2 separate regions of the Gossypium hirsutum genome follow, and region 2 is linked to region 1. A link is a contact called in public Hi-C data. All regions are on one chromosome and are shown on one strand. The core of a region is the stretch at or near the end of the contact, and the rest is flanking DNA. Distances in the headings are between cores, read along the strand shown. Region 1 holds the start of LOC107955759. Region 2 holds the start of LOC107962134 (cation/H(+) antiporter 15).

Evidence for each region. A called contact is a pair of places that touch in the nucleus more often than the background predicts.
Region 2: a Hi-C map of leaf shows a contact between it and region 1, with 4 times the contacts expected there. The contact joins the promoter of LOC107962134 here to the promoter of LOC107955759 in region 1. A contact is called at or near these places in 8 of 34 Hi-C or Micro-C datasets (callus and leaf).

What each region holds. Positions count from the first base shown.
Region 1 is chrA06:119,951,032-119,957,373 of Gossypium_hirsutum_v2.1, reverse strand. It overlaps LOC107955759, which reads right to left and starts at 3,892. Exons shown (of 7, transcript XM_041116025.1): 1 at 2,952-3,892; 2 at 2,681-2,791; 3 at 2,421-2,585; 4 at 2,128-2,334; 5 at 1,597-2,038; 6 at 534-1,495. It overlaps LOC121230718 (a long non-coding RNA gene), which reads left to right and starts at 4,948. Exons shown (of 5, transcript XR_005928860.1): 1 at 4,948-5,223; 2 at 5,593-5,689.
Region 2 is chrA06:120,078,574-120,084,915 of Gossypium_hirsutum_v2.1, reverse strand. LOC107962134 (cation/H(+) antiporter 15) reads right to left here and starts at 2,937. Exons shown (of 3, transcript XM_041116028.1): 1 at 2,415-2,937; 2 at 1,296-2,297; 3 at 1-1,210. The coding sequence starts at 2,648. It overlaps LOC107962135 (a long non-coding RNA gene), which reads right to left and starts at 4,726. Exons shown (of 2, transcript XR_001701522.2): 1 at 4,391-4,726; 2 at 3,717-4,038.

The DNA of each region.
Region 1 (6,342 bases), core at 2,643-5,142:
GATCTATTATTCAGCAGGTACTATTACTAAAATTGTAGCAAAACAAAGGGAAAGTTAAGGAATCTTCAAAGCTTGATAAACAAAAACAAAAGATTTTCATGAATGTCATATGAACAAAGCTGTTGAAGTGTAATTCTAAAATTGAATTGAAAACCAAAGGAACACAACCTAATCTATTATTTTGCAGTTACTAACCCTAAATTGTAGCAAAACAAAAGGGGAAGCATGGAATATTCAAAGCTGAACCAATTACTATGCTAGCCAAGAAGATACGAAAACATCAAAAATCACTAACAGGTCATTATTTTGATAAACAGAAGTTGACCCACATCATAAAATCTAAAATCGAGACGTTCATCTTTTTCTATCAAAATTTATTCTTTAGCATCGCAAGGGTTTCCAGATGTAAGAAGAACACCCAGAAAGTTTCCCATTTTCTTTCATTCAAGGGAAAAACAGCAGATAAGTATACATGTATATACTGGGAAAATAAACCCTAACAGGAATATTAAGAACGTTTAGGGAAGACTGACCTGATCACCTGAAATATGAGGAAAGTGTGAGCAGAAACTTAGGGTTTGGGGAAACTGAGAAAGGAATTCATGAGCCGAGCAGTTTAGGGAATTTGTCCTAAAACAGCGTTCACCTTTGCTTTAGTTGCCGCACATGTAACAGATGTACTTTCAGAAAAGGCACCACCACTGCTCGTTTAACCAATCATAAGTCTTACAGAAAAGGATTTCATCAGGAAAAAAAAGTCGTCCAGCTGAGGATATTACTTTCAAAAGTTTGAACAAGTGGTCCTGTCTTGATGCTCATCAATGGCTGCAAACCATTTTTACAATAATCAATTAGGTCGATAAAGAAAAATCTAAACTTTTTTAGAAAACAAAGTACAAAAAGCAATACGACGTCGTAAATTTATTCCCCTACCTATAACCATATAAGAAAGAATTGTCAATAAGCAATTATATGTTATGTGCATGTAGTCTATTAAACATATTAATATTTTATATAAAATAAATAGTTAAATTTACATTAAATTTTATATGTATGATCAATATAAATAGACCGGATTAATTATATAAATAGTTATGAAAATATATAAGTCTACTTTAATTTTTACACTGGTGTAATATAAAAAAAAAATAATCTTGGCTGGAAAACATAAAAATTAACATGAGTACAAGTCTTTTGGTCATCTTGCATCCATGGTAGACACGGTTAGGCCGTTCAATGAGTAAATTTCCACCTCTTTGCTCTCTATATATGTTTCTACAATCCTTATTGCAGGCTGTTTTGGCAATGCCAATTGCATCTTTCCAATTAGCACAGAGATAACATCAGACATCGTTGTCCTATCCAATGGATTATCTTCCACGCATAGCAGACTCAATGTAATGCATCTTAAAACTTGGTATCGTTTAAAACATGAATCACTTAAAGCCGGATCCATTAATTGTAATGCTCCACCATGTTTCCGTAGTTCCTATGCCTGCAGACATCAATCATGGGGTTAAAAAAAAAATGGTGTTTGTTTTATATCGGTAAAGCTTAGTCTATGCTAACTACTGCAAGAAAATGATATGAACTTACGTATCCAACCAGGTTAAGTGGACGATCAAACTCAAAATGGTTGCTATTTTTCTGACCACTGACAACTTCCAAAACCATAACTCTGAAACTGTAATCATCAGATTTTTCAGAGAATATGCCTTCCATTGCATATTCAGGAGACATGTAACTATTGCATGAATTCATCAACAGTACAGTTAATAACCATATTCTTTCATTGGACAAGACATGGAAACAGGAAGTGTGTACTTACTATCTGCCGACAATCTGTTTCGTATTTGATCCAGCTGCATTCGTTATGTATATCTTGGCCAACCCAAAATCTGATATCTTGGGGTTCATGTTTTCATCAAGCAATATGTTACTCAACTTCAGATCTCTGTGAATTATTCTCAATCTCGAGTATTTATGAAGATAAAGTAGCCCTTGAGTTATCCCTTCAATAGCTTCATTTTGGAGTCATCTGTTAGAAAGGAAAAAAAAAAAGACAATGTAAACATAGAAATTAGCATCGACAGTTGAAGAAATAACTAAAGAGTTGGTACTACCGACCAAAGATAAAAGTGTCCAAGCTTTTATTAGGCATGTAGTCATAGACAAGCATTTTCTCTTCTCCTTGAACGCAAAAGCCTAAGAGCCAAGGTTTGTGTGTTGCGGTTTGGCTATAAGTATAAGCTCATTTTTGAACTCCACTAGCCCTTGGCTTGATCCGCTTGATAATCTCTTTATTGCAACTTCTTGTCCATCACCCAATGTTCCCTAATGATTTAACAAGTTTTCAAGTGTTAGAGGCAGATTGATGAAATCATTATCACTAATTCACTTATGGGGCGGTTGGCAAACACCTCCAAAGCCTCCTTTTCCAAGCAAATTATCTGGTGAGAAGCCATTTTTAGCAGACATGATTAAACCTGCTGTATATATGTTTAGATTACGACCATTGTTTCCAGTTTGAAGTTCTGATACGTCACTTGCATCTTCTGAAGTCATTAAGTCAAGTAGGTACTCTTCTGTTCAAAGCAAAGTTGAATTATACATTAAAAAAAAAGAATACTACTGAAACATCAATTGATTAAGAATTTGAGATTCCCCTCCATTTTAGTACCTTCCTTTCTAATTTGCCTTCGCCTTCTCAAATAAAACAGAGTGGAAAGCAGTACTATGATCATTAGAGCGATTGCTAGAGAGATTAAAATCCATATCCAAGTTTTCGACTCTGCAAGCAATGTACACAACAGGAGAGGTATTCATGAATTTGATTGTCTTTATACTATACTACCGAATCAAAACAAGTTCAAAGATTGGAACATCAGCATGCGATATTAAACTTGGACAGTTGCGAATTATAAGTTGAAATGAAAGTCCATCCAACACACCTTCTTCATAATGCCCTAAAATAAATCGACAACCAAGGTCCTTCTCCGCTTCAACTCCCAAACATTTGCAGTCTTTCCAACATATGTCCTTACAATCGTTCAAGGAAAGATTGGTGTTTCCATATAGTGTGTCATTTAAAGAATCTTTATGTGTATATCATATGGTTCTTAATTCATACTTATCACCTTTCTTTCGGCACTTTGGTCCTTCCCATCTCTCGCAACCATTCTTTGTGGTATTACTATCACAGATTTGTAAATTGATTGTATAGATATCTCTAAGTTGTAAATCCCGATCGTCCTGCAACACTAACCTACAGTTTTTCCTTCGCTCTTCAAGAGTGTATTGACTAAATTACAAGAGTATAATAAACGTACTTCCAATTTGGATTAGAAACATTAGTGAAATCATAATTCATATTAAATGGATCCGAAGGGCCAATATTTTCAAAATCTTCACCATTTGTCCACAAAATCCTCTCTCTAAGCCGAACTACTAATCGATTTCGTGCAGGATCCCATTCCATTGTAAACGACCTAGACGCAGGGATTGAATCACTGAACCAAGAAGTAAGTGAGAAGTTTCTCCCATGGCTAACCCCCAATTTCATCACAGGTAGAAAACTATCAGTTGGATGGTCAAAGCTTTGCCACAATACTACGTTTTCCCTATTTTCCTCATTTGTACCTTGCAAAACAAGATTTCCCGAATCTTGTAAGACCACCTTCATATCGGAAGTGTTGATGGTGATAGAGGTAGAGGTAGATTGAAGTGAGAAAACTTGGATAGGATTCCCACCGGTGCGTGTAATTTTCAGTCCAGTATCATCTAGGACAAGAACTCCCGAGTCGTCTGCGATGAGATTGTCTCGATTAGCCAACCAAATGGAATGGTTGTTTGACGTCAACGTGCCTTGGGCGTACCACATAGCCAAATAATACCATAGCTTTTGTCATCCCAAGTCTGATGGTACTCTTGTCTGAAGAAGCCATACAAGATTATCAGATGAAATGGAAATGAGCTTATCACCTGGGTTTAGGGTATCTCTCTCAGCTTCAGTTAACCGAAGGCATCCCAAGATAAGCACCACAACTCGGAAACTAAACATGTTTTGGTTAAGACTTAAGACATGGAGAAGATTGAGAGTACAGGAAAGGTTTAGAGCAAAGATGAAAGCCTAGGGCTTGATTAGACCCTGAATGAGCAAAGAATAAAGAGGGTGCGATTGAAGAAGACGTGAAAAAGGAAGCAACTTCAAAGGGGAGATACAGAGATAACATTTATTGGTGGAACCCCCAATCTGATCCTCTTCCACTCCAATAAAAAAAAAAGGCTTTTTATGTTTTTTTTCAAAACTTAACCAATAAATTATTTATTTACGAAAAATAATTCAGATACAAAATTTTATATAAAAATGACTTTTTTTTATGGGGCATGTTGATGTCAGCCTATAAAGCATAGACATAGACACACAATACGGATACGATACGATGCAGATATAGTAACACAATAATTTTTAAAAAAATATGGTAGGATACGACAATAAAAATATTTTTAATATTTATATATATTTTTATGTTAAAATACTTAATATAAATGAAAATATTGATATTTTTTATTAATATATAATCAATTATTTTTTATTAAACTCTTTTATCATTGCATAAAATATGACAAAACATAGCAATATATTTTTTAAATTTATTACATAAAATATGTCATATTAAATCTAAATTTGAGTCATACATATATTTATTAATTTATAATTAAAATTATTTTTTTTAAATATTTTTAATTTAATAAATACATTCTTTTTTGAATTTATAATTAAAATATTTTTAATTTAACAAATATTATATATATTCTTTCTTTTTTTGAATAAAATCCGGCCGGAGAATTTATTAAACAAAATAAGTTAAAAACAAGTACAGAAACACCCAAACCTATCAAAATAAATAAAATAAAATAAAAAATAAAAGAAATGAGAAACAAACAAAGCAAACAAATTCCAGCCTAGTTAGAAGAGCCACTCCCACTTGTGAAATACACGTGTAGACCATGGGTGACTTTCAACAACAAGGGCAGGTTCTCAAAAGATATTGGAAACCAAAATCTTATTTAATCTCCACTCAAAAATCGTACTTCTCACCCTCAAAAAATCCCCTTCACCAAAAAAGTTTGAGGAAAAGCCTTTGGTTATCCAGAAGCCATCGCACCACCCGCATCATCTTCACCATCCCCACCACAATTCAGAGCCACCATCTCTACCAGGTAATCATACTCTAGATTTAGACCCTCTCCCCTTCGCCATCCCTCTTGTGCTAGGAAATGAACCGGTCTATTCGCTTCATGGGGGGCATAAACAATCTCACACTTTTTCAATCCTTGTCTGACAATTCTAATGTCTTGAATATAAGCCCCGATGGTCGATCTATCATCACCACTCGAGTTCGCTTTCTTTATCACAGAGAGAGAATCCCCTTCCACCACCACCTTTAGAAACCGAGATCCACCCCCAGGCTGAGTGCTTGAAGGCATGCAAGGGCCTCAGCTGCAAAAACCGACACTATATTTCCATTTACAATTACCTTTTCAGCGATAGTTTTAGATCTACCATCTTTAATGATTATCCCTGAATAGGAATTTGAAGAAAAGACATGAAACGCGACGTCAAAATTTATCTTGACAAAAGGTTCATCCGGTGGTCTCCACATCTCAAAACCCACATTCACAACAGGTAATTTCTTCACGATTTTATTTAGTTCAGCCACATAGGACGAAATCATACTTACAATATATTGTGACGAGGCAAACACTCTGTCATGCACCCATTTGTTCCGCTATAACTAAAGGATCCAAATCGTACATGCAATCTGCCTACAGGTATATTCCGACAAGTTAAAAAACAGTCCAAATAGTTAATTTTGAAAATTTTTCAAGTAACAGGCTAATTTTCAGTGGTGTCAAATACAGTGATTCGAGATTATTAAATTCGATGAGTAAGTTTGAAATTTAATAAATTAATATTTACGAGTGAAATGTGATTTTAGAAATATTTTTAAAAATAGTAAATTTTGTGAATTAAAAGAATTTATTAGATAAATTGGGGTGAAAACGAGGTATCGAGACCTCGAATTTATAAACTGAATCATAAATATTTTTATAAATATTTATAGAGTGTTAGTGAATTAGTATTAAAGTTTCGTTAAAAAATTTTAGCGTTTTGATCGTTAATTAATTAAAAAGAACTAAAGTGAAAAGGTGCAAAACTTACTAATTAAAGAAATAGGGATTAAATAACTTAAGAAGTAATTAAGGGAGGACCAAATAGGCAATTAGATACATAGGCAATGGCTTGGACGACATGTGTGCATAAGAAATAACAAACCT
Region 2 (6,342 bases), core at 1,688-4,187, 130 kb before region 1:
CTGAAATATAAAAGGAATCAGTCTTGGCTCCCTGACAAATAATTTTGGTTGGCAATTCTGGATAAATTGAACTACTTTTACTCCTTAGAAATCTCATGTTTTTGCCCAGCAGCTTCCCTCGTAACTTATGTTGCTGAATCACTAACACCGACGCTTTGGTCTTCAAATATGGCGAAGCAAGCATGTCGCCCATCACCCCAAGCTCCGGGCACTCGTTCCACTCTCCAAGTCCATGGAGCAGTGGTGAATCTTGGTGGGTTTTCCCTACTAAAATCAAATTATAATGTTCTAGGTTTGAACTCATATACGAAGATAAGCATAACCCATCTGTTAATACCCTTTCTTCATACGTAATACGATCATTTTCCTTGTTAGCTTGTCGATATTCATGGATCACATTGTTGTCGAACTTAAAGTCTTTCGCGTTTTCGTCTCCGGAAACGAGTAAACGGATGATGGTTAGATGAACGCGTTCATGTTTCCCCATTCGGAAGCTGTAAGCTAGCGCTTCCAAGTCATCGGACCCGCTTAGGAAGAGGACGGCGACGTGGAATTTCAACTGGGATGTCCGGACCGACGTGAAACCAGTTAGGATTCCCCTGTCTATAAGGATTCCAACCGAACATGGTGCCTTGTTTAGGACATTGATGTTCAAGTTTTGTATGGGACTACTGGTGGACTCGATCTTCCCACTTATAGCCCATTTCTTGTGGAAAGGCAGGATCAATACGTTGGCACGCTTGTCGATTGCTATACGACAGATATCATCGTGCATTGTCTGAAATTGTGACATTGATGTGTATGATTGAACAGTGGTGCAGCCTTCATTGCGTGCCTCGTACTGGATCAGGGAATTGAGTACTTGGTCTGCCAACAATGGCGTTTCTCCGCGATGCTTGTCAGTCCGTACGAGGACCGGGGTTGATCTTCCCACAAGTTCAATTAGGACCATAGCTGTGACCGCAACGGGGTTCATTTCACTGGCATGGGTTACTTCAAGGATGTTCATTATTGTTGGGATATTTTCAGGGTTATGGATGCAAACCAGGATACGAAACTCTAAATTACTGTTGGAATGATGGATGGTACTCCTCTTTTCTGAAACACATTGCTTCGTCGGATCATACAACATTCGTACCAACGGAGTTATAATCGCGGTCACTACCAATACCGAGACCGTTACCAGTGTAAATGATTGATTTCCGATTTGCTGCAATCGAAAAAACGGACGCTTTAGGTTAACTTAAAGGATGTTAAAATCATTAAGTAGTGAAAACTAAGGGTCTATAACGAACCTTTCCGTCCTTCCAAAGATTGACGAAAGTAAGTTCAACAATGCCTCTTGCGTTTAGAATCAGTGCAAGCACAACTGCTTCTTTGATGGGCAAATTGAAGCAGAGAGCTGGTAATATCACTGCTATAAGCTTGACAACGAAAGTAAAGATGATGATGATCCCGATAATGTAGTAAGTTTCTAAATCGACGTCGAAGACATTTGTTTGCAGGCCGGTGACAGCGCAGTAGGCTGGATAGAAAAAGGCTAACCCGAGAGAAGCTAGCTTGGACGATATAGCTGCGCCTAAAGGCGGTCCATCAGGCACAGCCAGGCCTAAAAGTAATGGTCCGAAGATGTAATGCTGCCCGATTACCTCGCTAATGAATGCCGACACCATGACTAGGATGAATATAGATGCTATGGTCTTCTCATCAATAGATTTTGGACCCACTGCTTGAGTAAACATCTTCTTTAACTTGGGACGAAGAATTAAAAAGTTGGTGGCTACAAATGCAACTACGGAAAGAAAGGGTGGTAGAAAACTGTAAATATGATGGGAATTGGCTTGTTTGATGGAGAAAAGAATCGAAGTCGTCGAAAAACCGATTAAAAAGGAAAACATGGAGGAAGAGAGAGCAATTCGACCGACATCAGTGTTTATAATCTTGAGCTCGTCTAGCAGTGTAGAAATTACAGGGAAAGCTGTTAAAGATTGAGATGATGCTACAAGTATCAACGAGTTCTGGAGGGAGGTACTCATGGTGACGGACGTCTTTAAGAAAACAGCAAGTCCAATTGAAAGACCCGTCGTAATGATGAGAGCCGAAGCGCCTATAACTGCAGCCATTCGTCCCGGACACACCATCAGGTACGGGTCAATCTTTACTCCAACTTCGAAGAAGAAGAACATAATGCCGAATCCTGAGAACACATCCATTATAGCTCGGCTATGGATCGGGAAAACGGTGTCGGCTACGTCTTGGCTGTGGCCAAGAATTGATGGGCCAAATATCATTCCACCCTGGGTTTTTGGTTAACACAAGTGTTTAGAACCTGATGTTAATTATAAATGTAAGTAAATAAGTATATGATACATTTAAGTAACTTAATGTTAGAATTGAAAAGAAAAATAACATACAAAAATCTGCGAGACTAAGGATGATTGTCCTAAAGGCTTGAAACAAACATTGATGAGAAGTGAGACCGTTGAAATGCTAGAGAGCTGAAACATGAGAAGAGTGGTGGGGCTGACGAGAGGGTTACCACTGAGCCATATACTCTTTGCTGGGATTTTCTTAAATGAGTTGTTTATGCAAAGAATGGTCAGGTTTTTACCAATCTTGATTGCATCATGAGTTAATCCCCCTTCCATGCTTCAATTGCTGCTTCTCGATCAAGGAATCCGATGGAAGAAAGAAATGGGAACTAAGCAGCAAGAATCTAAAGGTACAAAAAGTAGGAGTGGATGGTGAGCCTCTTTTTTTGGAATTCCACAATTTTGATTGGGAGGTTGTCCTTCAAGCTAGGTCACTAAAATAAATGGTTTTCGCTCAACATAATCTATCACTCATCTCTTCTAATTATTCAACCATAGTTCAACATAAGGATGAAAAATAGCCCTTTTAATCACTTCTCTCCCTCTCATTTATCCTTTTTATTTTAAAAAATATCTCAATGGTGATTAAATTTGGAAAAAGTAATTACCAGCTAATTTTATTATTGGAATTTTATCAAATTACGTTTTTTACTATTAAAAACATTAATTTAATTCTTGTATAAGACCAAATTTTAATAGAATTCACATTTTACTATTTAAAAATATTATTTAATTTTTATTAAACTTCATATTTTAGAAGCTTTTATAGTCCAATTTTTTATTATTTGAAATTGAATTGCAAATAAAAATAAAAAATTGATATGATCTCTAAAATAGAGGAATTTGTAAGATATTGTAGCCATTAAAGTTACATTAAAATTTGTTCTTCATTTCAAAATGGGAAAAAGGAGTGGTGGCAAACATGTTTGAATGGGTTCAAATTGAGTTTTCTTTAAATTTACATTATTTTGGGTTTAAATTAATTTAGGATGGGAATTTTTTGAGCTTGGTCTTTTTCAGGCTTAAATTTTATTATTCTCAAACCCTCTTAAATTCAAATATTTTGTGCTCAGATTATTTTAGATTTGTATTGGTTTAGGTCGAGCAATCTTAGATGGATTTATATGATTCTAAAGTTTTATAAGTATTTTTATTTCTAATGTAATAACTTGAAAGTTACTTGATTTTTTCTTATCAACTATTTGCTTAGTTGCAACTAATAAAGTAACTACTAATAAGAAAAACGAGATGGACACCAGAACAAAGTCTCCATAGTTAAAAAACTTCCTACATCTATGGGACATTGTCAGTGCATAAGGATAAAAAAAATGAATTTATGAGAAATTAGCGAAAGCTTCAAAGTGTATTGTAATAGCCAATTTTGGCCCAAGTCAACAAAACAAAAAAAAACAATAAACCTAAACAAATAATTAAATAGCCCAAAATTAATGTCTACTTACATATTAAACCCAATAGCCCAATCAAAACCCAACAAGCCCAACAGGCCCAAATAACCTAAACCCTAGCCTTATTAACCCAAAACATTTTCAGCAGAAAAAAAGAAGTGAAGGAACCCTAGCATTGCAGCCGCCGCTTAGCCCCTCATGCGCGCCACCACCGCCACTCGGCTCGCCTATCACCTGCATCGCACGCCTCTGACAACCACCTGCAACTCGCAAGCAAAAAAGGCACACACAAGTAGTAGAAGAAACAAGAGCAAAAAGACAAAAAAAAAATAGAAAAGAAAAGTCTTGTAACTTGGCTTTAAAAGCCACAACCTTCTCATTGTAGCTTCTTTTTCTGTTTTTTACAAAAACTTTTTACACACACTAAAAATCAGAAAAGAACTAAAACGGAAGTTTTAAAAGGTTTTGGTTTGTTCTTTTTCTTTTTTTTCTTTCTTTCATTTTCTGTTTATCTTTGTTTTTTATGTTTATTCATTTACTTCCTTCTTTTAAAAAATCTATTTTAATAAAAAAATGCATAGATTTAAAAAAAAAGAGAGGAAAAGGGCGTACCTGGGTTGCGCTCCACCGCCGTCGTCGGCCAACGGTTGTAACGGACCACCAAGCAGCCTTATAGGCCGAATGTGGAGGAGAGTTTTAAAAGGGAGAGGGAGAGAGTAAAAAAAAGAAAAGAAAGAACTCTCTGTTTTTTAAAAAAGGAGTGCAGAAATGAAGAGAAAAAAAAATTGCTTTAATAGAAAGCACAAAAAACGGCAGCATTTTGGGTGGCCTTCCCAGGTGCAAAACGCGTCGTTTTGGGAAAGGTCGACCCGAATCCGACCCGTACTCAGGGGGGATCCGCGTGTTTCCCATTATTGGGATATTTATGCGCGAGGTCCCTCCACCTTTGTGCGCGCTGCAATTTCACCCTTTCTTTCACTTTCTTTATTTTTTTAAAATCTGGCCGGATAATTTTCTTCTGATTTCATTTCAGTCCCTACTGAAATGATACGAATAAAGGCTGGAAATATTTCCTAGCTAGTCCCTCGTCATTTCAGCGTGATTCATTTTGGTCCTTGGTGGCCTTTTTTCATTATTTATAATTTTTGCCCCATATTTTTACTTCGACTTCAATTCAATCCCTGACCTGTTTCATTATATACTATTTTAAATTATTTTACATATTATTTATTTTAATTTTTTATATACATTATTTATTTTAAACTTTTACATATTATATATTTTAAATTTATATACATTATGTAGTTTAAACTATTTTATATATTATTTATTTTAAACCTTTTATATTAGTTATTTTAAACTGTTTTGTATTGTTTATTTTAAATATATTTTTTGTGTTATTTTTAACTATTTTATATATTACTTACTTTAAATTTTTATATAATATTTATTTTAAACTGTTTTCTAATACATGTCATTTTGAATTATTTTATATATATTAATTACTTCATATTGTTTTATTTATTTATTTATCTTAAATTCTTTTTATATATTATTTTTGAACTATTTATTATTATAAATTCATATAATGTTTATTCTTAAACTTCCTTTTTATATGAATTATTTATTTTCAAATTTTTATGTTGTTTATCTTAAACTCTTTATACATTATTTTTTTATATACATTATTTATGTTAAACTGTTTTTATTTTATGTATATTATTTATTTTAATTTTTTTACGTATTATTTATTTTAGACATTTTATTAATGATTTTAAATTGTTTTGTATTATTTACTTTAGATTGCTTTTATAGTATTTATTTTAAAACTTTTATGTACATATTGTTTATTTAAAATTATCTTATTATTTGTTTTAGGCTGTTTTTTATTATTACTTCATTTCTATGTTTATTAAGGTTGATATTAAAAACGATGTACGTCGTGTGAATATTGCCATTACATGTTATTGAAATTGTTTATTTAGCATCCTCATATTGTTGACACTCATTAACCTTGCATCTAATTCGTGTATTAATATTCCATGCTTTATAGTACCTTTTATTTTATTTTAAATCATGTCATGTGTTAAGCTCCAACATGTTTATCAAATATGGATCATTTTATTTTTTCCAAACAAAATAAATGTACGTTGTTAAATATCATACTCACTATATTTCAAAAAGAAAAGTTTCCAAATAAGGCAATATTTTGTGTTTTAGGAAATTCGAGGAATCGTACCTTAACTTACGGGGTTTCGGTTTTCTCGTTAAATCTAAATGGCCAAATATCCCTTTAAGTTTCAAGACACATGAAATTTCAATTAAAATTAAAGATAAACTTGCGCTCGGGAGTTCATGGTATTGTGTCCTAACTTACGGGATGTGTGACAGCCCTAATTTGACCCTAGTCGGAATATGGTTTCGGGACCACAAAAGCGAGTCATAAAATTTATTAAAAATTAATTTTCATATCTTCTATGTGTGATAGTGCATGTGTGAAAAATTTGATGTTTTAATTTAGTCATGTGAATGTGAATTTCACTTGAAAGGACTTAGTTGAGAAA